2 separate regions of the Mus musculus genome follow, and region 2 is linked to region 1. A link is a contact called in public promoter capture Hi-C data. All regions are on one chromosome and are shown on one strand. The core of a region is the stretch at or near the end of the contact, and the rest is flanking DNA. Distances in the headings are between cores, read along the strand shown. Region 1 holds the start of Rnd3 (Rho family GTPase 3). Region 2 holds the start of Prpf40a (pre-mRNA processing factor 40A).

Region 1 (7,567 bases), core at 3,112-5,611:
CTGTGTGAGCTATCTGTGGACATAGTAAACTTGGAATGTGGCACAGGGTGAGCTGCCGTGTGTTTCTAAGCAGTAACGTCTTAAAGTGTAGACCCACAATTTTCTAAGCAACCTTATTGTGCAATGTAAAGAAGTGAAATAATGATACCTCATTTCCTGTAAGGAAGAAAAAGAACTCAGAGATTGTCCAAGGTCAGACCATATGTAGAGTGGGAAAGTCAGAATTAAAGTGGGAGTTCCTCATAGAACAGCACAGAGCTCTTGCTCTCTTACCTCTTATTTTCTTGCTCCCTTGCTCCCCCCTCCACCTTCCCTTCTCCTCCCTTTCCACATGGCCATGGTCGCCCTCTACTTCTCTAATTCCCTACACTTCTCCCTCTCTCTGCCTTTTTACAATAAATGCCTTAAAACAAGAAAGAAAGAAAGAAAGAAAGAAAGAAAGAAAGAAAGAAAGAAAGAAAGAAAGAAAGAAAGAAAGAAAGAAAGAAAGGAAGGAAGGAAGGAAGGAAGGAAGGAAGGAAGGAAGGAAGGAAGGAAGGAAGGAAGGAAGGAAGGAAGGAAGGAAGGAAGGAAGGAAGGAAGGACACAGAACTGTTGTTTATCTGTGCTGCCCCTAGATACAGAATCTACATCCACTCTTTATACTGTTATCAAATCATCTTTTATTGTCGTGAAAAGGGATGCATTGGCTATGGAAGGAGGATGGCCCCTCTCCCCAGTATGAAAGGGTTTGTCACAAGAGAAAGAAATAATGTTTCCGTTAAAACCATTTAGAGCAACTGAATATTTGCACAATTAACAAAACCGTACAGACGTTCTTGCTGCTTATTTTCCCCTTTCTTAACCTTCATGGTTTAGCAAGTAAGAAAGAGCCACGAGAAGACAAAGAAATACTAACAAGGAGCACCGCACAAGGAAGGCCATTAGGCCATAGATGATGCCCTCAATGGGGTGATTCTGTGTCTCCAGGGAAACATTTCTTTGCATTCTAGCATCTTTACGTTGTCTAGGGCTTAAGGTGTGTTTGTGTCCAATATTCTCAGTTAAGATGAGGCTTCATCCAGGAAGCCAAGCTACAGAAAAGTGCAGACCCAGATCCAGACCCAGGTCCAGAGTCATCTGTTTGCCTCCTTGTTCATTCATACAATCATGCTATGACCCTGATATATGCCCTTCTGTGACTGGTTTCATGTGACCCTTCCCAGAAAAGTCCAGATTCTAAGACTGGTTACCCAGCCCCTGCTCTTCCTGGTGTCTCCCTCTCCTGATGCTTCCCTTCAGTGGGCCTCAGTCTGGCCCTCCTTCTGTTCCTCAAGGCTGCCAAACACTTTCCCTCCATCTGACCTTCCTGTTGTCTGTTCCTGCCTGGAACAGCCTGCTGTAAGGCCTGCTTATGGCTGATTTCTCCTCCTCCTCCTCCTCCTCCTCCTCCTCTCCCTCCTCCTCCTCCTCTCCTCCTCTTCCTCTTCCTCCTCCTCCTCCTCCCCCTCCTCCTCTCAAGGAATCCATCTCCACGGAGACACACTGAGAAAGCACCACTAAACTTTGCTTTCTCACAGAATCCTGGTTTGCATTACAGAGCTCAGCACATTCAGTCTGATTTGTGTACTCTCTTCCTTATATTTTATTGAGCACTGTCTAAAATGTATTCTCTGGGAGCAGAAAGAAAATTTCATGTTTATTGCCCTATTTGAGGCTCCTAGAACAGTGCCTGGCATATAGCAGGCACCTAATAAATAATTACTAAACTAAATGTTTAGGTGTTAAAAGTACATTCAAAAGACAAAAGAAAGAATTCATTTCCTAGAAGTGCTGGTGGCTTCAGGAAGTTGATTTGCTACTCAGTCACATGTCTATTACATTTCACTTAGCAGCTGGCAAATTTCTGGAGATTCAGGTCACCTGGTTTCTAAAAATATCTATCCACTATAATTCCAGAGCAATCCCTGGGGAAGTGACTATACTACTATTAGCAAGGAGTAAACTCCTTTAAGCCTGGAGGCCTGCCAGATCATTGGCGGTGTCTTATTTGGTGCTCAGATATAGCTTAGATGATAAATTATCTGATGTCCAGTTCATTAACAAGTCAACTCAAAATAACTAATAATTAATTGTAGGTAAGGTGACTTTGACCATATAAACTATATCAATTCAGGAATGTGGCAGGCCAAGTCATCTCTCTGGAAGGGGAAGTGTCATAGGTTAAAAAAGAGAAAGAGAGAGAGAGAGAGAGAGAGAGAGAGAGAGAGAGAGAGAGAGAGAGAGAGAGAGAGAACAAAAATGTGCCCACTTCTTATTAGTAAGTCGACTAATGAATCCAGGATTCACCCAGACATGAGACTTGGTTCTGGGCAAGCAAGTGGGAGCTACAGGGAAATACCAAGTACAGGCAGGCGCCATTGTCATCTTCTTACCAATGTCTTCATGAAACCTATTTTAAAGAAGATAAAGCTAAGGCTTACAGAGATGAAATGACTACTCCAGTGTCACTTAGCCAGAAGCTGTGAAGCTCATGGCCTAAATGCATCTTTGTCTGAAAGCCCCCACTGCTCTGCCCAATCTCCCTCGACCACACAAACAGCTTGAGGAGCATTTCCCGCACTAGGAAGACTAGGGAAATGCTAGGGTAAACTCTATGAAGTTCACATAGGATACTTTTCCCTCTGTGACATGACAGTGCAACCTAAGACTTTAAGAGATGATATTGGGGCAAACGAATAAAGCTCTGCCAAGCAAATTTTGGCAAATGCAGACATATGACCTCGGCCAGCTCTGCCCTTTCCATGGTCAGCCTGTGTAAAACACACCTATCCCCAAAGATAGATTCAGGACTGTCTTTAGGGGACGACTTCAAGGTTCTCGAGTCTGAAAGAAGTAAGATAGCATTCTAGGTCCTGTGATTTCATGATTCTAGTAATTCACTACATATTCAGTCACTATACTTTCCTTAAAGGGTTGTGTGTGTATGTGTAAGTACTTATATGTATGTGTTTAGTATATGTGTGGAAGCCAGAGGTTGTTTATCTTCCTCAATTTCTATCTACATTATCTTTGAGTCATGGCCTCTCACTGAATCCTGAGTTCCTCAATTTGACTGGATTGGCTGGCTAGCAAGCCCCACGGATCCTCTGGGTCTGTCTCAGGAGTGCCTCCTTATATGGGTGCTGGTGGTGAAATTCAAGTCGCACTTGACCAAGCCCTTCACAGGCTGAACTTTCTTCCCAGACACCTTCACTACAAATTTAATAACTGACGCTTCCTGGCTGTCGGGGTGACTGGCAATGAAGACACTGTTCTCAGAAGACAAGAGAACAAACACAGTCTTGTCTGTCTCTTCTAAGACTTGTTGAAAGGGAGACTTGGAATGACTGGAGTACGTGTGTGGAGGAGGGGAGTCCCTAAATTTTCCACAATGAGCATGTGTGCTTTTTAAGTCCAACTCCTTGATTCTTAGGTGAAGGAGGGAGGGTACAGCTGAAGGGAGCAAAGAGTGCTTAGACCCCTGGTTCTAGAGCTGTCACAGAGAGAGTGGCAGTTGCGGCCAAGTTTCTGATAGTTTTTGTCATCTCTCTTTTTTCTCGCCCCTGCACCTATTCACATTATCATGTCACTCCCCAAAGCCTCCTACCTTCTCTGGAATAGCTGAATCTGACAGTTTAAAAAGCCAGTCCTCTACAAAGGTCAAGGAAAACGAGTTCTAGTGTTTGAAATAAATCATCTATGTTATTATGTACTATATATGTAGATAGATAGATAGATACATAGATAGATACATAGATAGATAGATAGATAGATAGATAGATAGATAGATAGATAGATAGATAGATAGAAGATAGATGATAGGTAGGTAGATAGATAGATAGATAGATAGATAGATAGATAGATAGATAGATAGATAGATAGATAGATAATGATTTTATGGGTTTGGGAACACAAAAACTTAGCCTTTCCCTTCCAAGATTTACTTCTGTATTATTAATTTGATTGGGAATTTTTTTTTTTATTTTCACAAATGATGACGAGGCTTCTGGAGGCGAGCCCCTTGGAAAGCAATTTGAAAGGAATCCCAATGCAAATCCATGTGCACAGATTATCTGCTTCCCCTCACCCTGGCCCTGAACAACCTACCCATCTGCAAATCCTGCCTGGCACCTTCAGGTTATGCCAGAACCTGGGTCTGCAAGCCATCCTGCACGCCACCCTAGAGGGCGCGCTGCTTACACTTTCCGCCAACGGGGCGGCCGTGCTGGCTCCCAGGCTCCATAAAAGGGGAGGAGGCGGATCGGTTTCCTTCTCTCATTGAGAAAGCGGAGCGGATTGGAAGGCTGGGCGTATAAAGCGGCGCGGAGAGCGTGAAACAAAGCAGACCGATCGGAATTGGACTTGGGAAGAGAGGCGCGGAGTCAGGCAGAAAACTTGTAGGAGAGGAGTAAAGAGCCGCTGCCTCTCCTCCTCCACTCCGCTGTGCTTAAAGGGGTTCCCGCCGGCCTTGCGATTTATTTTTATATCTGCTTTTTATAGAGAGAAGTATATATATATATATATTTTTTCTTCTAAAGAGAAAATTCCTGTTCCAAGAGAAAATAAGGCAACATCAATGAAGGAGAGAAGAGCCAGCCAGAAATTATCCAGTAAATCTATCATGGATCCTAATCAGAACGTGAAATGCAAGATAGTAGTAGTGGGCGACAGCCAGTGTGGGAAAACCGCGCTGCTCCACGTCTTCGCCAAGGACTGCTTCCCAGAAGTGAGTGTGACCCGCACGTCTTGAGGGGAGCGGCTGGTGGGGTCCCCGGTCTGGAGGACTGCGCCTTTCTCCTGCTTCACTGATTTTCTTGAAAATCTTTCTCATGCCCAGCCGTCTCTGCCGCCACACGGCCGGGAAGCGAAAGTGTCCTGGAAGGGTCTTGGCTGGGACCCGCCAGCACCCTGGGCTCTTGGCCCCAGAAACTTGCTGGTTTCAGTGTGGGAGGCCGGGTGGGGAGACCTGGGTGGGCTCTCGGGAGGGGGCTGCGTGTTTACTGTGTAAGGAGTGTGAGGTTGTTGGTGGTGGTGGTTTTTTAATTGGGGGCTTGGTGGTTTTTCAAGTGTTCGATCTACGGGTCGTGTTTTTAATAATCTCTTTGCCACCTTCCTCTTCTGTCCCTTTCGTTCGTCCAGAATTACGTCCCTACGGTGTTTGAGAATTACACTGCCAGTTTTGAAATCGACACACAAAGAATAGAGTTGAGCCTGTGGGACACTTCAGGTAAGACTCGGCACACCGCGTGGCGGTCTGAACCGGTGCGCCCGGGGGCTCGGGATCTGGTGCCCTGTCTGCTAATGTGGCTCCTTGAGGGACTTCCCGGTCCCGAGCCGCCGGAAAATGTTATCCTTTCTGGGCAGGGGCAGCAATGGGAGTGATTGTGGTCTTGGGGACAGGAGGACGCTAGGTGTCCGGAGTGACCCTGCTGGAGGAGCCTCTGGTGGCCGCATGGCCTTGTGTTGTCCTTCCTTGGAGCCGTGCCGGAGCGGGCCGCCAGGGTGGCCCAGTGCTGGAGCATACAGAGCAGCGTGGAAGCCCTCCCGCTCGCGGAGGAAGCCCCTCATGGGTGTCACCAGCCATCTGGTTTGGGGGCAGGGGCGCAGGCTGAGCTGGGAGAAGATCCCCAAAGCCTCCGGGTTGCGTGGGGTGTTCCAGGCTGAGGGAGATGGGTGAATGGCCGGAGCCAGCGCCCGTGACGCCTACTGTCAGGAATGCGCTGGTGGTGCCGGCAGCGGCCACCGCGGGGCCTCCGCCCCCGCAGCCTCTGTGCCACCGGTGCAGAGCGGCTTCTGCGGCCGCCCAGGGATCACTCTGTGCCAGCTCTCCGAACATACCACTCCCCTACCCTTTTGCTTCGGCTTCGCCTGCCTGCAGAGCCGCAGGCAGCACCGATCGCCTTTGACCTTCCTGTCTACTTGAATTATTGGCGCCTTGGAGGGTTCCGTCCAGAGGTCTAGGGTTCAAGGCCGGGTTGTTGCCTTCCCATGCGCCCACCCACCAACGTGGCACAAGGTGGTGGGGAGGGCAGATTTTCGCGGGCAGGAAGGCTGGCAGCCCCGGCTGAGTTCGGGGAAGGGACAGTGAGGACTGAGCACCCCCCAACCCCCACACACCCCCGGTATCAAGACTGGCCAGAGGCTCGTCGGGAGAAACGCCTACTGTTAGTAGAAACCATACCTTCTCCAGAGGAGCAGAAACTACCAATCTGGGAGGGGAAAAGCCGGTGCTGGTGGGGAACTGGGCTGCCAGACAGATTAGGGCGAAACTGGCGAGGAGGAGCGCACAAGCGCCAACACGCAGGGTTGCTGTCAGGCGGGGTGGCCCGAGGTGGAGCCGTGCTCAACTGGGAGTGGCCTCGTGGAGCTTCAGCGAGCTTCCCACACCCTGGGCTGGAACCTCTGAGGGACTTGGGGAATTAGACTGTGGGAGGAAGGGGCCAGAGTCCCAAGATCTCCAGAGGCAACCCTCAGCACAAAGGCTAGAAGAAAGACTAGAGGGAAGTCTTGCACCGGCGCCTCTCACGGTCGGTGCCAGATGCTCAGACTGCTGCAGTGAGAAGGATGGATCCAGTTTCCCTCCGGAGAGTCAAGTTCTTCCTTGAGCTGCGCCAAGGGCGTTTTTGTGGTTTTTGTTGTCCAGATTGCATACGCAATCTTGAAACTATAGAGAAAGTGTTGATGGAATTCTAGGGGTTTATTACTACTTTCGATCATAAGAATTATTACATAGCCTAGTATTTTATTAGGCTCCTGTTCTCAGACATATTATGGTAATTGTTATGCCTAGTGAGCCGGACAGCTGGTGTGGTACCAACAATTAGCACCAGCATCCCCGTCCCCCCCCCGTCCCCCCAACCCCCAGCCCCGTTTGGACTTACACTCGATAAGAATTATTTAGGCGTGGAGTGGGGCAGTGCAGTGGGTCTGATACAGTCTTTGATACAAAGCTCTGTTTCCATCTCAGCTCCTGGTTACCAGGGATTTCTATGTGCAAATCCTCTACCTCCCTGGGTCTCATTTTCATCATCTGTAAAAAGAGGGCAGACGCTGGGCTAGATAATGTGCAAGATCTCTTCCCAGCTATGCTTCTTGGCTTTAGTGTACTGGACAGGCAGATTTGTGTGTGTGTGTGTGTGTGTGTGTGTGTGTGTGTCCCAGGCTGTTGGTTGGCTTCAGCTCCTAGTCTCAGTGGCTCTGGCATCCCGTGCTGAGGTTCTCAACAGCTTGCAAACCAAGCCAGATTCCGGGCTGAGCCAGGCTGCCTGGTGGATTTAGGAATGAGACTATTTGGATAAGGAAGGGGGATGGGTGTGCTCCTAGGAATGCCGGCTTATACATCCCGTGTCTCCAGCTCCCAAAGCCACAAGACCACCAACAGAGATTTTTAGATTAGGTGCCCAAAGGCCAAACTTGCCACCTCTTTCTTTTTCTCTCCAAGAGCTAATAAATAAAACGAATGTGTATGAATGGTTTATAGTGAGAAGCCAATGCGAATATCACTTCAGGTATTTTCTAGCCTTACTCAGCAACTATATAGTTCAGT
Region 2 (7,567 bases), core at 1,724-4,223, 2.0 Mb before region 1:
TATCCAAAGGCATTTTGAAGACACTGTTCAATGTCAAAAGGACCCTAAAGTCAGAGCTAGGTTAAATTTCTGATTTACTACCTTCATGCAAATAGCTCTACAAGAGTCAAGTGCAATAAACACGAGACTAGTGTTTATCTCCTGGATGTGTTGAAGAAAATTTGTACAAAAGAAACTTCAGGGCATAACAGAATTTGACTTCAGTTCCTCACTCCATTCTCCAAAATGCCACTGTCCTCTGCAATGAACGTCTACTCATGGGTATATACCTTTATGTTACAAAAGAAAAATAAACTACGTGAATAACAAATCTATCATGGCTGAAGTGGGAAAAAAAACTGTTGAAGGGCCACCTGCATCCCATTAGGGAATGGGAGGAAATAAAGCAAAACTGAACTGGAGATTTAATTTTAATTAGTAAAGGCAACACAAGAATGAGTGTTGAATCCTTTTAATACAAAATAGTTTTCATGTTTCTATTTCTCAAGAATTGGCAAAGTCAGCACTAACTGAATTAAAATCTCTTTCTACTACAATAAATACTAAATCATACAACAAATTCAAATGGGGGAAGAGGGTCTTTCTGAGCATTGCTATTTGGACAATATGTCAATTTCTGACACAGTAGAATAGGCTTGTCCTGAAATAACTCTACCTGATTACAAGGGAAAAATAGAAAAACCATTTTTGCCTATAAAAGTAGAAACTTAGCCAAGCCGTGGTGATGTGTCTTTAATCCCAGCACTTGGGAGGCAGAAGCAGGCGGGTTTCTGAACTCAGAAATCAAGGCCATGGCAAATACAGTAGTGGATGCTCACAGTCAGCTATTGGATGGATCACAGGGCTCCCAATGGAGGAGCTAGAGAAAGTACCCAAGGAGCTAATGGGAACTGCAACCCTATAGGTGGAACAGCAATATGAACTAACCAGCACCCCGGAGTTCTTGACTCTAGCTGCATATGTATCAAAAGATGGCCTAGTCGGCCATCATTGGCAAGAGAGGCCCCTTAGTCTTGTAAACTTTATATACCCCAGTACAGGGGAATGCCAGGGCCAAGTAGTGGGAGTGGGTGGGTAGGGGGGCAGGGCGAGAGGGCGGGGGGGGGGGGAGTATAGGGGGCTTTCAGGATAGCATTTAAAATGTAAATGAAGAAAATATCTAATAAAAATTTTTAAAAAAGAATATTAAAAAAAAAAAAGAAAGAAAGAAAGCCAGCCAGTTTGGTCTACAAAGTGAGTTCCAGGACAGCCAGGTCTATACAGAGAAACCCTGTCTCAAAAAAGAAAAAAAGAAAGAAAGAGAGAGAGAGAGAGAAAAGTAGAAACTTGGGATGGGGTGGGGGTGGGGATCCTTGTCCTAGGTTCAGAGAACAGTGCAAACCCAGCATGTCTCTTAACATCAGCCTTAGGACGTACAGCAGTACTTTCTTACACGTACTTTTTTGATCCTTTTAAAAGTAAGGGGCTCTGCTGTTTCAACTCAAAGTGTTCAATGCCTTTACGGCATTAAAGACTGTAGATTTAGCCAAAGATCTTTTCTAAATGGGTCTCATGACGGAGCAAGGACGTCCATCTAGGGAGAGAAGACAAAAGGGACGATAGCAGTCTCGAGGGAACGCTTTGGGAGGAGAGTGTGAATGGGGGCGTGTGATGTACTGGCTGCACTTTACGCTGGACAGCCTTTCAAGGCCTGGGCTTCAATACCTTTAACGATCATGTAGGCGATGGCGAGAAGGAAAGCAAGGAGGACGGCGAACAGCAGCGAACAGAGAATGGAAAGGGCTTGGATGGGCCACCGCCGAGCCTGGGTTCGCTTGGCCGCAGTGGCCGGGAAGATGCCGTTGCGCTTATCCGGCAGGACCGGAGACCCGTCCCCGACCCGGGGGAGTAGCGGGGCCCTCTTGGTCTCCGACGACGCCCTGGCTGAGAACTCTGCCCGCAAGTCGCGGGCCACTTGGTCGCATCCCTCGTCTTCGTCGCCTTCGCCCTCACCCCAGCTGTCCCCCTGAGTGTAGTCGGAATACCCGGGCCGAGTCGCAGGGCCTGGGGTAACCTGACGGCGCCTCCGCGCGCCCGCAAACCTCCAACTCTCCACGAACGACATGGCGGGAAAGACTGAGAGTCCCGCGAAGGTCGGCTGTCCACCACCGCCACGCCCCGCCCCGGCTACAGCCAATCAGAGACGGCCGTCGGCGGACCCAACCACCGCGCGCAGAACCGTAGGGGAGTGCAAGAGCGGGTTACCCGGGGACTCCGCTTCCGGAGGCGCCGTGGGAGCGCGCGCCCATGGCCCGCCGCGACAACACTCTCATTTATTCCACCCTTTCGGGTCCTGTGGGCACGCACCTCTCGAGCCCCATGACCGCAGTTCCGCGCCTTCCTAACCGCCAGTCGCTTCCTCCCTCGGGCGAGAGATCTCTGTCTTTACCGCTCCCCGCCAGATACAGTTCGCGCCTCCGCCCTTCACTATGCCGGGCGCGCGCGCAGCTCTCGAGTTTCTCCCCCCCACCCCCAAAGGCACGACCCCCTCCCCAGGGCAACCGCGCGCGCGCGCACTAGGCCGCTAACGCCGGGTGCCGCTTCCCCCGCCCCACCCCCACCCCACCCCTGGTGGCCTCAGGTTTGTGGGGCGAACGTAACTAGGGCGAGGGGCTGGACGCCACTGCCCCACCCCCCGACGGGGTGCGGTGGCCCGAACCCGGGAATCTGGGTCCCCGCCGTGTCCCCTTTCCTGGGGGAAGTTGGTAGAGTTTCCCCGGCAGAGCACTCGACGCAGAAACTTCCTCCGTCCCCCCTCCCCCCCCCTCCATGCAGGCGACGCCGAGCGAGGCAGGGGGCGAATCGCCGCAGAGCTGCCTGTCGGTCTCGCGCTCTGATTGGACAGTAGGGAAGCCTGTCAGTTTATTGGCCCCGCTGATCCCGCCCCGCAGCTCAGGGCAGCCTTTACCCTTTGGCCCCGGCGGGCGCCAGCCACTCAGATCGCTTCTTGTTGGTATGTGCAGCGGCAGTGGCCGCCGACGGAGCAGTCTGAGCCCGACGATGAGGCCGGGGACTGGAGCCGAGCGTGGAGGCCTCATGGTGAGTGAAATGGAGAGCCAACCTCCCTCGCGGGGTCCCGGGGACGGGGAGCGGAGATTGTCCGGCTCAAACCTGTGCTCCAGTTCTTGGGTCTCTGCTGACGGCTTCCTGAGGAGACGGCCCTCGGTAAGGGATCGGCGGGGTAGGGGAAAGCGGCACAATGAAAAACCGAGTCAGAGAAACAGGAAGCTCTCTCCAAACGGAGAAGAGCATATCAGGAAGAGAGCTGCAGATGGTGGGCTACGTCCCAAGGGGGAGAGATGGAGGGCGGGAACACACAAAGAAATAGGTGGGACCTTGGACTTGCCAGTGGTCTTGGCCTAGGTAGATAGATGCCTTAGGAAGAAGGAAGGTGCTGGGCCCCGGGCGGACTGTGCATCTGAGAGCCCCAGGCTTGACTTACAGTAGGGACACTTAAGTCTGTGGGACTTAAGGAGCGGCTGCTGCGGTCTTATTTCTCCGGGAGTGGTGGTGATTTGCAGGGCTTGGGGGATTCGGTTGGGAGAATTGGCTGCGGATACTTAGTTTCAAGCCAGGAACAATGGAAGTATTATATTTTAAGCTCCCTAAAACGGCATGAATTTGTTAGTGTCTGGGACAGTTTAACTCTATTAAAACATTTGTGAAGTACTCTTGGGTACCCGCACTCTGTTTTAGGTCTTGTCCATATGAATGTAATTTTAAGTAGTATAAGCTGGTTATGTGTATAAAGGTGACGGAAGTTGTGTTCATCGTAATAATTTTTTAAGTTGGAATTCAATACATAGTCACCAAGTCTGACCAGTCATTTAACAGTTTGTTAAGTCATTGGAGAGGGGTTGTAATCCGCTAATGGGTTTAACTTTTCCATTATTTTGTAAATTTTCAGGCCCCATCTAATAATCACTGTAGTGTAATTAAGATTAACTTCAGTATATGCTAATACTGTAATTTAATCACAGTGATTTAATATTGTGCCTTAATTGATGGGTTTTAGTTGTTGTTTTTGAAATGACATTTTAAAGAAGCATTTAACTGTCTCTCACTCTCCCTTTTTATTATTTTTCAGATGGGGCATCCTGGCATGCATTATGCACCAATGGGCATGCACCCTATGGGTCAGAGAGCAAACATGCCTCCTGTACCTCATGGAATGATGCCACAGATGATGCCCCCTATGGGAGGGCCTCCAATGGGACAAGTAAGAAGACGCTTTCCCTTTGGCTTGCTTAGTTTTGTTTGAGTGTGTCGAGATGTATTTAAGATGTAAGTCAGTGGTGTACTTGCAGCCCTTTAAAGGTTAGTTTATATCCACGTAATGTCTTCAAACAAGACAAAACATTACATTGCTCATGTCTGTAACCAAATTTTGAATGTAGTAAGACTGTATGAGAAAAAATTAACTGACTTCCTCAACAAAATTAAGCTTTAAAAAAAATAAGCCGGCTGTGGTGGCGCACGCCTTTGATCCCAGCACTTGGGAGGCAGTGGCAGTTAGATCTCTGAGTTCAAGGCCAGCCTGGATCTATAGACTGAGTTCCAAGACAGAGAAACCCTATCTGGAAAACCAAGCAAATAATTTAAAGTGAGAGTATACATCTAATCTATTTAACTTAGTGACTTTATTTCAGGCATTATAATTATTAATGGTCTAGGAGTAAATATATATCAGAAGATAATCGTGGTGAATGTGTAAAGCCTAGCATCAGAAAAATAGTAGTTACTTGGGGTTTTCATGTAGAATGAATTTTATTCTTGGAGTATCTTCCTCTTGTTTGGGGTGCGGAGGGATTTTCTGCTCTATTACTAATTCTTTCCTGGACAGTGCCAAATAGGTAGCTCATTTTCTACTTAATTTTTGAATGATAATTGCTTCTATACTCCTACTTGTGCGTTGCCCCTTGAATCTCTAGCACAAATCGTAAATGGACGTTTTTTCGTAGGAGTGATTGGATTAAAAGGTTTTAAGATGACTCAGGAACACGGGTAGAATTTCTAGAGAAGTGGTCAAGAAAGACAAGAGCTTGAGGTGCATCAACAGTTCTGTCCTATGCTAGGTTCTATATAATACACTGATTCTTAGGTGGGCTGGGTTATTCCAGTTGAATATCTTGATAAGTCATGAAATTTTTGATTAGCAGAATATTTTAGAAAGCCAGTTGTATATTTTCTTTTGCTAATGAGTACTATTGAGTTTGACGATGGTTTGAGCAATGAAGGCTAAAGTTACTGGTGAAATTACAGGGGGAAACAGGAACTTGTGTTTTTTTGTTTGTTTGCTTTTTTTATTTTAAAGAGTAGAATGGCTCAGTGTTAAGTGGTTTTCTTTTATATTTGGAATATAGCCCTTAATTTTGGATAAGAAAATTGTATTCAAAGGCACCAAACTGAAAAGATTCTGCCTGCAGGAGTTCCTTATAGAAAAGATTCTTTTGCTCTGTTACTCTCGAATAATAATACTTTAAAACTCCCTAGGATATGCAGAGACAACTCTTGATTCTTTTTCTGTATCTTTCCATCTCTAAGCAGCACAAAACCCTTCTTGTTTTCTTGGTAGAGCTGCTCTAACTAGATAATGAGCTTTAAAAAATATTTATTCTCTAATGCTCTGGTTCTTATTTAAAATTAGTTTCTTTCCACAGAAAGATAAAATAAAACAATTTGCTACTGCCAGACGCTTCTCTCTTTTCTGGGGCCTTCTGTGTCCATTGGGCCAGGCAAGGTAAGTTTGCAAGGGGTTGGCCTGCTTACCCTTGCTGTCCCGGTGCTGTTGCACTAGCAGTCCTGAGATGCCAGCTACTCATTTTTAGTACAGTGCAGATTTTACTTTATTTTTTTAAGTAATTGGCATACACTGGTCACAGTTTGTTTTGTGGCCCCTTCTCTTTAGCTGTGCCAGTGACCATATTCCTAATTAGTTTACTTTATACTTACACACTTCAGATATTTTGACTTTTGCTTCATGGTTTTCTACTATTATTAATTTTTTTTTTAGTCTAATATGTTCTGTGCACCTGACTGTTTAAATGTTTAGCATTCTTCCTCTGTGAGGATAATGAATACTTTGGGAGACCAGATCTGAAAGTCTCAAGAAAATTGCTGTTATTTTCTCAAAATTAGGTCATTATCTAGTGCCCACTTCCTACCTAAGAGTATGGGTCCTAGCTTATGGTAAAGCTAAGCTGAATCCTTAAGGGCTCCAGGATTCTTTCTCAAAGCTCTGTGTACCTTTTCTTAATGATGAACTGATTGTTTTCCTGCATCATTTCTTCTCTTTGCATATGCTCTGGATTATTAATAGTAATTATAATGAGAAGATAATTGAGAAGAAGCAGGGTACCTGTATAGTTTTGCCATCCATCTTTTTTAAAGTTTGTTAAAAACTTTTAGATTTTCGGGACTAAGGGCTTTATAATCTTCAAAAATAGTTGATCTTTTATAACTGCAGAATTCTGTGGCCATTATTTCATCTAACATGGGCTTATAGTACATGAAAAATAAATTACAATTTCCAGACCACAAGCAGACTTTTTGCCTTGTCATAGTCACATTTAACACGTGAAACAACTATATAGTTACTTATAGAGATAGCATGTACATTGTGTTAGGTAGCATCCAGAGATGATTTAAATTATACAAGATGTCCATATATGCACATATTATGGCTTTTTTTTTTAATGCAAGGGAAAAAAAGGTGTGAATTTTGGTATGTACCAGGATCCTGGAACAGCTCAGCCTCCTGTTATCTGCTGCACTGCCCACATTTAAGTTACTTGGCTTAGACCAGCCAAAGATAAAGAAAATGCTAGATTATTGTGGTCTTTGAAATGTTACTGAATATGACAAGACATTGTATAGCTTCTTTATAAAACAGTATGCAAACTAGACAGTAATGATCTAGGGTTAAAAAAGGGTTTGCAAAGTTAAAATGCAGCCAGTTACTTCAAGAAGTGATATGTTCGCGATTTTCTACCCTTAATGTATAAGATAAACTAGAGTGCCATTTTCTCCAGTTCAGGCTGAATCGATTAGCAAATACCTAGAAATAACAAGCATAACTTAACCATAATTGCTTTCAGGCTTATCTCAATTACCTATCATATAGGTTAAATTATTGCCTCCTGATGCACATATCTTTGGGGAAAATTATGCTTGTCAGTTACACAATTAAAAGAATATACTACTGAAAAGGACCGTACAAATAAATCAGATAAATGAGCTTTAAATAGTATGTGAGAGAAGGAACTGTTTTTGGAGGGGTCTTTTTTTATTCTTAAATATTTACTGAAAAAATTTTTTTGCATAGTAACAATATTCAAAACATTCCAGTAGAAATTTCTGTTAAAATATGATTGTGTATAAAGCTGTCTTTCTCCATATCCATTCAGAATAAAACATGTTTTGTCTTTAAAGTATTTTCTTTTCCATTTTCCTTTTCTTTTTGTATGTGCTTTTAAATCACCAAGAACATAAAATTTTTTGTACTTTTAATCAGCTGGCTTTGCTTTTG

The links. Promoter capture Hi-C pulls out the DNA fragments that hold promoters and counts their contacts.
Region 2: a promoter capture Hi-C map of liver shows a contact between it and region 1, with 3 times the contacts expected there. The contact joins the promoter of Prpf40a here to the promoter of Rnd3 in region 1.

The regions. Positions count from the first base shown.
Region 1 is chr2:51,145,905-51,153,471 of GRCm38.p6, reverse strand. It overlaps Rnd3 (Rho family GTPase 3), which reads left to right and starts at 4,361. Exons shown (of 5, transcript NM_028810.2): 1 at 4,361-4,747; 2 at 5,161-5,248. The coding sequence starts at 4,598.
Region 2 is chr2:53,186,660-53,194,226 of GRCm38.p6, reverse strand. It overlaps Prpf40a (pre-mRNA processing factor 40A), which reads left to right and starts at 2,973. Exons shown (of 26, transcript NM_018785.3): 1 at 2,973-3,204; 2 at 4,127-4,258. The coding sequence starts at 2,995. Arl6ip6 (ADP-ribosylation factor-like 6 interacting protein 6) reads right to left here and starts at 2,143. Exons shown (of 4, transcript NM_022989.4): 1 at 1,705-2,143. The coding sequence starts at 2,104.